3 separate regions of the Anser cygnoides genome follow, and regions 1 and 3 are each linked to region 2. The links are chromatin contacts, called in public Hi-C maps. All regions are on one chromosome and are shown on one strand. The core of a region is the stretch at or near the end of the contact, and the rest is flanking DNA. Distances in the headings are between cores, read along the strand shown. Region 1 holds the start of CCDC71L (coiled-coil domain containing 71 like). Region 2 holds the start of HBP1 (HMG-box transcription factor 1). Region 3 holds the start of PIK3CG (phosphatidylinositol-4,5-bisphosphate 3-kinase catalytic subunit gamma).

Region 1 (3,127 bases), core at 382-2,881, 170 kb before region 2:
GCCCATGAAATTAAAAAAGTTTTTTTTTTTTTTTGCACCATCAAGAACAGCCACAAGTCCTGAACCTCCATTCTTTACGCATCCTTGATCAGAGTAAACTGAAACTTGGGAATGCTTGGGATTCAAAATACCCTGAGCACATACTAGTGCAACACCACAAAGCATACATAATCCATCGGAAAACGGGGAGGGGGGGGGGGGCAACAGCGAGAATCGGATGGTGCTTTATTATACAAGCATGAAAGAAAAGTTCCTTTGGAAAATAACTTCTTGGGTGGACTTCTGGACCAGTGAGGTAGCCCGAAGGGGGAGAAGTGGAAGCGGAACTTGGTCCCCACGCGCGGTGCCCGCAGCCGGGCCCCGGCGCCCCCCGCGGGGACGAGGCCGGGGCCCTGCAGGCTGCCCCCGGTGCGGCCGGGGGGGGGGGGGGGAGGAGGGTGTCGTCGTGGGGGTCCCGGCGCCCCGTCCCGAGTCCGAGCGAGCCGTAAAGTGCAGCAGAAGAACATGATCCAGACGAAAGCAATGTAAACAGGTGACTGATATCGGTCCCTTTGTCCGCGCCGCGGCGGAGCGGAGCGGAGGCGGCGGGCAGAGCCGGGCGGCGGCCGCGGCCTCACGACGGCGCCACGGGCAGGCGGCGCACCCGCACCACGGGGGCCAGGTCCACGCCGAGGATCCGCTGTGCCCGGCGCAGCGCCGCCGCCAGGCTCCGCCGGCTCCACACGCTGCCCCGCACCCGGATGGTGGGGAAGGTGGTGAGGCGGGGGGTGGCCGCCTGCCAGATCTCCTCCAGCGACTTGCCGCCGAAGGGCGCCCAAGCGGGCCCCTCCGCCGGGGTGCCCCCCGTGCTGTCCTCCTCCTCCTCCTCCTGCTCCTCCTCGCCCGGAGGCACCGGCACCGCCGCCGCCGCTGGGCGCTGCCACCCCCGTCCCCTCCTGCGTCGCCGCCGCCGCCGCCGCCGCTTGGCGCTGCCACCCGCGGCCACGGCCCGGCGCTTGGCGGCGGCGGAGGCCGGGAGGCGCCGCTTGCCGGGGCGGCGGCGGGGCCGCTCGGAGGAGGGCGGCGGCGGGTCGGGGACGACGGCGCGGCAGGAGGCGTAGCCGTAGACGTCCTTGCTGCGGAGGATGACCGGGGAGAACTCGTGCTTGAGGCTGCAGAGGAAGTTCCACAGCTCCGAGTCGGAGCTCATGAACTCCGTGGACTTGGGCATGAAGAGCTTGAGGGCGTCGCTCAGCGCCTTGGTGCCGGCGAAGGAGACCTGCGACCGCGAGTACACAACTTTCTCCGCCTCCCCTTGCAGCCCCCAAGCGGCCGCCGCCGCTCCGCCATCGGCTGCTGCTGCCCCCGCTGCCTCCGCCGCCGCCGCCTCCTCCGCCGCCCGGGCCCCCTCTGCGGCGCTCCCCGCTTCTTGGTTCATCCTCCCGGCTCCTCTCTCCAGCGCCGCCTGCTTCCTACTGCGGGTCATGGAGGCGGAGGGGCAAGGAAAGGGGGGCGAAAAGGAGGCGCGGAGAAGGCAAGAGGACGGGCGCCACTCAGCCAGCCGCCGCCGGGCGCCCGCCGCTCCGCCGCCGCCCGCTCGCCGGGTGGGAGCGACGATCGATCGCGGCCGCCCCAGCACAAAATGGCGCTTTAAAGTCCCAGGCGGGGACTGCGCTCCGGCCCGCCCTCCCTCCGCGCCCGGCGGTTGGCCCGTTTGAAACGCGTCGCGGCGGGCCGAAACACCGCCCTCCGCCCGCTGCAGGCGGCCCTCGGGGGGGTCCGAGGCCTCCCTGTGGGGGGACCGAGCTGGAGGCGTCCGGGAGGGCTGCCGGGGGACTTCACCCCCGAGGGCAGAACCCGCCCGGGGGCGGTGGCGGCCCCCTGGGACTGTGTGTTCCCTGAGGGACTGCCCCGGGGCACGGGCGGGTTCCTCGTGCCGCCATGTGCCGCCATGTGCCCAGTTGGCGGCCCCTTGCTTCCCTCAGGGGACAGCTCCCGGCAGCTTCGTGCTCGGAGGCTGGGCTGCCCTGCTCGTGGTCGGCCAGCGGTGGTGGCGGGGTCTGGTGGGCCTCACGCGACCTCTGTGCCGTGTGCCGCAAGAGAGAGGCTCTGCACCCAAGGGTTAGAGGCTTCGAAGCTTGTCCCAGAGCTTGAACAAAGGCTGAGTAAAACAACAAAACAGAATAGAATCTCGTAGTTGAGTTGAAAGGGCCAGACAGTGATCATCAAGTCCAACTGCATGACCACTTCTGGGCTAAACAAATGTTGAAGTGTGTTGTTGGGGGCATTATCCAAATGCCTTTTGAGCACTGACAGGCACGGAGCATCAACCAACTCTTCAGGAAGCCTATTCCTGTGTGTGACCATCCTGAAAGTAACATCTTCCCAACATCCAGCCTGACTCAAAATGGGTGAACAGGCATGATACAATGACGTCCACCATGCAACCTTTAAGTACAACCATCCTGGTCCTGCAGAAGGGTTTTTTAACATCAACCCATTGGTCAGTACCTCAACAACGGCATCAAGACATTGAAATGTTCACAGCGTCATTGGGATTGGCTTCATATCCCAGCAGTGCAGTCCTGTAAGGAAGTCCAAAAAACCCAGTCCTTGTGTTGGCTGAGCCCTTTATGAGCGTCATCAGCTCAATGAGTCCACACTGCCATTTTGTCCTGCATGACACTGCTATGCTTGCAGCTTTACAGGACAACTTTGTCAGCTGCCATGAGCCCTCTTGTCTCTCTAGACGGTGCTTTCGAATAATTCAGAGATTGCTGTCATGGGAAGAGTGTCTTGTCAGGTTCTCGGATTATTTCAATTAAATCAAAGCTTCCCAGCACCCAGAACAGCAAAGTGTCGGCAAGAGCTGAGGTGGTTTAACCTTCCCTACAAACCCTACTTGGGGTTTGATTAGGCTCCTAACTAATTACTTTCTCTCAGCGTCAGTAAAGGCTGACGAATAACATTATTTTTCTTCATATGCAGTCTTTGTTCTGTAATTAATCTTTCAGTTTAGAATAGGGAAATCTTTTATTCTCAACTCATCCCTAAATTGGAATGTCTAGGAAGCTACTCAAATAAGAGGCAGAAATTATGCATAAGAAATTATTTCCTACTGCCAGTGGAAATAAGTGAATTTTCTTCA
Region 2 (3,483 bases), core at 303-2,802:
GGAAAGGCCTTAATTCTAAGCACAGGGAAAACCTGAGCTTGTGGAATGTCGAGTTAGACAGTCGGTATTATAAAAAGCAGTCTAGTTTCTTCATAGTTGAGACTCAACGTTAATTCTCAGATTTTTTTCCAGAGGCCTTTGTTCCAATCGTGGTGTTTTCAAATTGGGAAAATGATCTGTAAAGGGCTGTTTTGTTATGTAATTAAACACCAAAGATTTTTTAGTTAAAGAACTAAAAAAGCTGGGACTGATTTCCTGCTGACTTTGTTGTTAGGTAAACTAGCACATATAAAAAGTGATCACCTCCAATTCGTACTGCAGAAGATAATGGGTGTTTTTAAAAGCGATGTCTCTTCAGTGCCTTACAAATTGGAATGACTTTACTAACAGGCAAACTATTGCTTCCTGGAGAAACTAAATCTCGAAGTGTCCAGAAATCTGCACGCTGTGTGTGCTTTGATACTAAATACAATTCCAGTATGTGATTTTTATTTTTTTTTTATTCCGTTGCATAACCCTTCTGGACGTGTGGTAACGATACAAACAGCATTCCCCCTAGTGGCCACCACCAGCATGTTTCACGGGGCTCAAAGCTCGCAGGGAACTCTAGATCATGAGTCATTATTATTTACACTGGAATAGCTAACTTTTTTTGCTTGCTTGCTTAACCAACTGTTAGCATACCTAAACGTCAGGACTGTTGTAGATACTACATTAAATTGCAACAACAGCTCCAATACTTGATTTAAGGCATCTTTACGTGACTGGGATGGTGTTGAAAGCAGTGCACTAAGTTAATTTTCTCGGGAAGTCCCGAAGTTACAAAGTCTCGTCTATCTCCATGGGTTGTTTTAAACACTATGGTTTATTTCTGAACTGTGCACGGATGTGTCATGAGGTGACGTCCTTTCTGCTGGGGCTGGGCCCCAGGAGGCCATTACTAGGCCATTTGCTGTGTAAACACGGGCACGTCTCCTCAGCCAGCCTGTGGCAGCAAGCCCAGTGGTGCTGTCACAGCAATCCGGGCTGTTAATTTTATTAATTTCACTGTAAACGCAGGGGAGATGTCAGGGGGCAGAGGAACACGAGGGGCTGTGGAGCCGGGTGCCGGCCCTGCGCTGTGGTAACGCACTGGGAGCGCTGTCCCCGCGCCCCCGCCGCGGACAGGCCCTGAGGGGCCCGGCGGCCATCTCGGGGCCCGGCGCGGCGCGGGCGGCCGGCGGCGCGGTACACGTGTCCCTCAGCCCCTTGTTTACTATCGGCCGGGCGCCGCGCGGGGCACCCTGGGGGCTGTCGTTCTTAACTCGCCCAACTTGGTAGGCGGAGGCGGCAGCGAAGACTACAGCTCCCAGAATGCCTCGCAGCGAGGCGAGGATGGATTTAACCAATCGCGGCGCTGCCTGCGCGTGATTGACGCGCGGCTTGGTGCAATCAGCTGTGCAGGATAGTCAAAACATGTCCGCCCTCCGGGCGGATTCCTGATGGGCAGGCCGCTCAGCCAATAGAAATCGGCGACAAGTTGAGCAACGTCGCCTCCAACCAATCAACGACCGAGTCTGGTCAGCACGGGGCGGGACTGCGAAGGGGGGACTCCGCGGGGGGGGGAAGCTGAGGGGAATTCGGTAATGGCGACGGGTCTGGTAAGTGCCTCCAAGTTCGGGGCTGCCGCTGCGGGCGGCCGGCGGGGCTCGGTGGGGGGCGGCTGGGGCCTGCTGGGCTGCGGGGGGGGGGGGTGGCGGCGGCCGCGGACCGCGCTGAGGAGCCTGTGGAGCCCTCTCCTTGGCAGCTGCGGGCGGGCGGCCCGCTGTTGTTTACCCCGCTCCGTCCCTCGGCCGCCCGGCGGCGCCGGGCCGGTTCCGCAGCGCTGGGCTGAGCCCCGCGGGACGCCTCCGCGGCGCCGGCTGCCCTTCGGGGTGCTCCAGCAGCGGCGCCAGGCTGAAAAAGCGCCCGAAGCCCCTTCCCCGGCCCCTTTTCCCCTTCCTCAGGGGCCGGCGGCTCGGCACGGGCTGTGGGAGGGAGGGCGCCCGGCCCCTCGGCGGGGGGGAGGCGGCTGCGCGGGGAGAGGGGCGGTGGGGAAGGGGGGAGAGAAGGGGGAGAGGGGAGAAAGGGGGGGGGGGGGGGGAGCAGCCCCCCCCCGGGCGGGCCGGGCTGTTACGCAGTTGTGAATGAATGGGGCCTTCCGCGCATGCGCGCTGCCGGCGGGGAGTTTATAAACAAGGGCAGCGGCCAGGAGGGGTCACGTGGTGTGTGCGTGGGGGAGGGGGGGGTGCGGAGCGGCTTGGCTGGGTTCGGCAAAGTTCGGCCGGGCTCGGAAAGGCTCGGAGAGGTTCGGCTGGGCTCGGCCCGGTGACGGTCAGCAAAGTTCGGAAGGGCTCGGAAAGGCTCGGCACGGTTCGGCTGGGCTCGGCCCGGTGGCGCTCGGCGGGGCTCGGCTCTCCTCACGAAGCCGTCCCGCCCAGCCCCCCCCGCTCCCCTCCTCACCGAGAATTAATTTACCCTTGGCCCTTCCAAAATGGAAGTAACTCCTCGTAGCTAATGTCTCTTTGTTAATATTGCCTTATTTTCTTCTTAACATGAGAAAGTGACTCGTTTTACAGCGCGGGTCCCCGTTCATAAACCCGTTGGGCTCTGAGGAAAACTTTCTGCCAGCGATCACGGCCCTGCGCAGCGCCCCCACCCCACCAAGCACGTTTCACAACAGTCTCTGAACGTGAAGCTGAACCAAAAAAAGTCCGTGCGAGCTAATTCATGACCGTCCCTTTGACGTTTCAAAACACTGAAAGGCCAAGGCCCAGGCAGGAAGCACACGCTGTTCAAAACAGGCTTTAATTGGGTAGAAAAAAAGAACAGTGAAGTTCGGCACTTTTTTTTTTTTTCCTTTTAATTCATTTGCTTGAGGTTTTTTGGCTCTTACATATGAGTGGCTTTGGTTTAGAAAAGTCCTCGAGACTTGGAAGCACAGTGAATTTGGAAGCACGATTAATTTCTGAAGTGGAGCAGGCAGCTTTCCTGTCACGCCCAGCGTGCTGTCCCTGTACCTTATCGCTGACCTTCGCTGTGTCGTGGTGCCAGCACAGGTATTTTCAAACCTGGCAGGCCCCAAGGAGAGGGTTACGTTCCCGAAACAAATCAGCTCCTTTGTTTTGGCAGGAGGAGGAGAAAGGAAGGGAGAAAAAATAGAAGGAAAACCAAGGCAGATGTTGGGGGCGGGGGGGAAGGACACGGACAAGCCAGAAAAACAAGGAGTGGCTTTGTAGAGCTGATTACTTGGAGATGATCGGCGAGGTCCTGGCCTGCGTTACTGAGGTCTGCTTTTTCTGTGCAGAAATGCCTTTCCACTCTGCTGGTATTCTGTATTTTTACCGGTGGATGATAGAAGAACAAACTGCAGTAGAGATGCTGCTTAGAGGTGAAACACACAAACCATTGCTAGTTTATTGGAACACACTCTCATTTCTTTTACCTCCCTCCTCCACCTCTTTC
Region 3 (3,197 bases), core at 172-2,671, 150 kb before region 2:
ATGTGCATTTCAATGTATTGTACAGGCTGTCATTCAATGAAAAAATGGAAAGTGACAGATTATGGAAAGGGGTTAAAGTCACATTTGGAAATCAACAGGAATAAAATAATGTTAAAATATATATTTCTAAAGACTATGCAACCTATAAAGAGAGCACGCTTGGTAACAGGAAAGCCCGTACTTGCCACAAAGGGCAGTAAGTGTGCTGCTTATATAGGAGCTGAAAATTAACTGAAAAAAAAAAAATTATTAAGCTTCTAAATCCTGAAATGACAAAGATTTTCAGTTTTTCTATAACACCTTACAAAATATTTTACCTCCTTTTCTCAAATAGAATATAGACAATAATTTATTCTTTCATTGCAAATAGCATTATGTTGATTTATAGCTATTTAAAAATATTTTATACAATTCTGGCTGAAGTGACACATGAAACGTGTCATTTGCTCAGGCTGTAAATTATTCCCTCTGTATTTGTCTTTTGACAAATGAAGGTCTTTTTTATTCATCTGCTTAAATCTCCATATGTTTGTGCATCGCCAAATAAAGTCCATGGATTTTAACAGGATTAGTAGCCAAACTGGCTGTATTTCTGTTCCTGGAGTGATCCATCTGGGGACCCAGCCAACAACAACAAAAAAGAGGCTTCCTATTTGATAAGGTTTTCTAATCTATTTTAAAGCATTCAGCAATACACGTGCTGTGCAAAGCTGAACTTCTCTGACAAATATTACCAATTGTACCAGGAAAACCAAGCACAAAGTCAGTGAATCTTCACCGTGTTTCCCCTGTGCTGCAAGCACGTCATGTGAAGGTTGTTAAAGGTTTTCATTTTGCCTCCAGCTTTGTAAAAAGGGAACTTGAAGCTGAAATAGTTACGCTTTCATTTAGCCACTGTTCAGTGTAACACATTAATTTTGAAACTGCATGTTTATACTATTGTTTCTGAATTACTTTCTGCTTCAGGCTGGTATTACAACTCTTAGTGTTGTCATGCAAATGATTTTTTAAGTCAAAAGAACTCCACTGTTATAACGACAATTATCCAAACTTTTACAATAGCATCTGTACAAGGAACACACAGGAACACACTAGTTATTCCCTTCTGATATTTTTCGCTCTATGGAGGTTAACACAGTGCACACAGAAAATTCAGATTCCCTTTTATAGCCTGTGTGGAAATCTATGGGCTTGTCAAGCACTCCCTGAAGATGTCACCTTCCGTCAGCATGTCGTTCAGGGCAAGCATGTGGGCTGTTTGCCACACAGAGTTCACCTCTGAGTCTCATTGCAAGATCAAGGTCAGAAAAGGTCTCGGTACAACCACTGAAATAATTTTGTTATCCGTTTCAAAGCAGAGGTGAGGAGATACAAATGCTCAGCTCCTTTCAGAGCCGAACAGGCAGCAGCCAGGGGAGCGAACGGGTTGTGACGGGGTGCTGTTTGTTTGAGTTGGAAGTGAACGGTTATGCCTGTGCTGCATTTTGAGTCCTGGCTCTGGAAGGCTGATGAATTAATACTCCTGCTGCGGGCAGCCTTGGCAAGGCCGTAGCTGGAGTACTACGATGTCCAGTTCAGAGCAGCGCCTTCCAAAGCCGATGCGGCCCCTTTGGCAGGAGCCCAGGGGCAGGCTACAGGAATCGCCAGGGGGCTGAGGAAGACGACCAAAAGGCAGAGAGACAGGGTGCGGGGCCTGGAGATGAGAGGCTAGCAGAAAAGCAAGAATCCAGCGCCTTCAAATAAAAAGTAGCTGGAAAAAAAGGAAAAAAAATAAAAAAAGAGGGAGTGTGGGGGGATAAGACAAGTAAGAGGCTAATCCTGCAAAAGTAGACATCTAATCAGACAGCATGAAAGCCTTTCCGAAGGAGAAGGCCACGGAGCAGTGGAGCAGACCACCAGACCACCATCGCCAGGGCTTTTCGAGGACAGCCCAGGCAAGCCCCGGTAAGGACCAGCCTCGTCCTCGCCTCGGTGTGCGGGACGGGACGGGACGGGACGGGACGGGACGGGGAACCCGCAGAGCCCGGGGCCGGGGCCGGGGCCGGGGCCGGGCCGAGCGGGGCGGGGAGGCCCCAGCGCCGGTTCCCTCTTCGTCCGCCGTGTGATTGGCGGCGGCTCCGGAGCTGCCTCCCGCCGGCCATGGAGCCTCCCGCCCGGCCGCCGGCCCGCTCCGCTTCCCGCTGAGAGGAAAGCACCTGCGCGGAGCCCGGCCGCGGCCCCGCCGCTGCGGTGAGTAGCTCCGTCCCGGGGGGCGCCGCCGGACCCTGCCCCAGGCCGGCGCTGCCCGCCGCGGCCGAGCCTCGCAGGGGACCGCCGGGGTCTCGCAGCTCCGCGGCCCGGCCCTGCCCGGCCCCCGGAGGTGGCGGCGGTGGAGGTGGCGGCCGCGGGGTTTGCCCCGCTCGCAGCAGCGGCCCCCGCGGGCGCACGGCGCCGGCCGCCATCTCAGGGCGGGGGCCCCGCTCCGCCCGGGGCCGGGGGAAGGCGCAGCCCCGGGCCGCTGCTCCCCGCCGTGCCGGGGCGCAGGGGAGGCTCCTGGCCCCGAGACCCCCTGCAGAGGGTGTGGGGAGTCGTCAGCCGGCGTCTCAGCCTCCCAGGGAAGGGCTGAGTCAGCCTTAGGTCGGCTGGGGCTTCGCTCGTCGCGGCCTTGGTCGTGGCCCAAAGAGGAGTCACAGGTTTGATGCTAAGCCTGCTAAAAACAGCTGTTCATACGCTGAACCGAGCAGTGCGAGCTGAACGGGGCTGTTCCCGCTGGTCTTAAGATCTTGAGTCAGCTCTGCTGCGACGCAGCTCCTAGACAATAAATAACTGTATTTCCTCATCTGACAAATAAGAATCTCTCGTGTCTACCCGGCTCGTGTATACCATAAAACCTTCCCTGACCAAAAAAATGTCTGAAGGCGTCGCTTAGGGCGTTCAGGAGTTGGATTTCGGTGTAAAAAATCAGATCATGCAGTTAAAGATCGGTATTTGGAAAAATGAGCACAACTTCAAAGGATAGGCTGCATCCTAACAGGGTCACTGCAGGAACCATAGCTGTGGTCTCTGTGCTTTCGGGCTCCGTAAAGTACTGGTTTAAAGCTGGATCACCTGTCACGTACACAGCCAGAACTCTGCCAAACTCCCTATCCAAATTTTTGGAACCAGCTGGAAGCTTTGGTTTGATTTGGGGTATCTATCCCAAGTAGATACCTTTAGAA

The links. Hi-C and Micro-C count contacts between places; a contact is called where the count stands out from the background.
Region 1: a Hi-C map of liver shows a contact between it and region 2, with 10 times the contacts expected there. The contact joins the promoter of CCDC71L here to the promoter of HBP1 in region 2. A contact is called at or near these places in 3 of 7 Hi-C or Micro-C datasets (all in liver).
Region 3: a contact with region 2 is called in a Hi-C map of liver, with 2.0 times the contacts expected there. The contact joins the promoter of PIK3CG here to the promoter of HBP1 in region 2. A contact is called at or near these places in 5 of 7 Hi-C or Micro-C datasets (blood, granulosa cells and liver).

What each region holds. Positions count from the first base shown.
Region 1 is chr1:15,223,059-15,226,185 of Taihu_goose_T2T_genome, forward strand. CCDC71L (coiled-coil domain containing 71 like) reads right to left here and starts at 1,632. Exons shown (of 1, transcript XM_048068567.2): 1 at 1-1,632. The coding sequence starts at 1,465. The coding sequence ends at 614.
Region 2 is chr1:15,397,117-15,400,599 of Taihu_goose_T2T_genome, forward strand. HBP1 (HMG-box transcription factor 1) reads left to right here and starts at 1,553. Exons shown (of 11, transcript XM_048068499.2): 1 at 1,553-1,640. The coding sequence starts at 1,626.
Region 3 is chr1:15,247,795-15,250,991 of Taihu_goose_T2T_genome, forward strand. It overlaps PIK3CG (phosphatidylinositol-4,5-bisphosphate 3-kinase catalytic subunit gamma), which reads left to right and starts at 1,422. Exons shown (of 11, transcript XM_013190757.3): 1 at 1,422-1,944.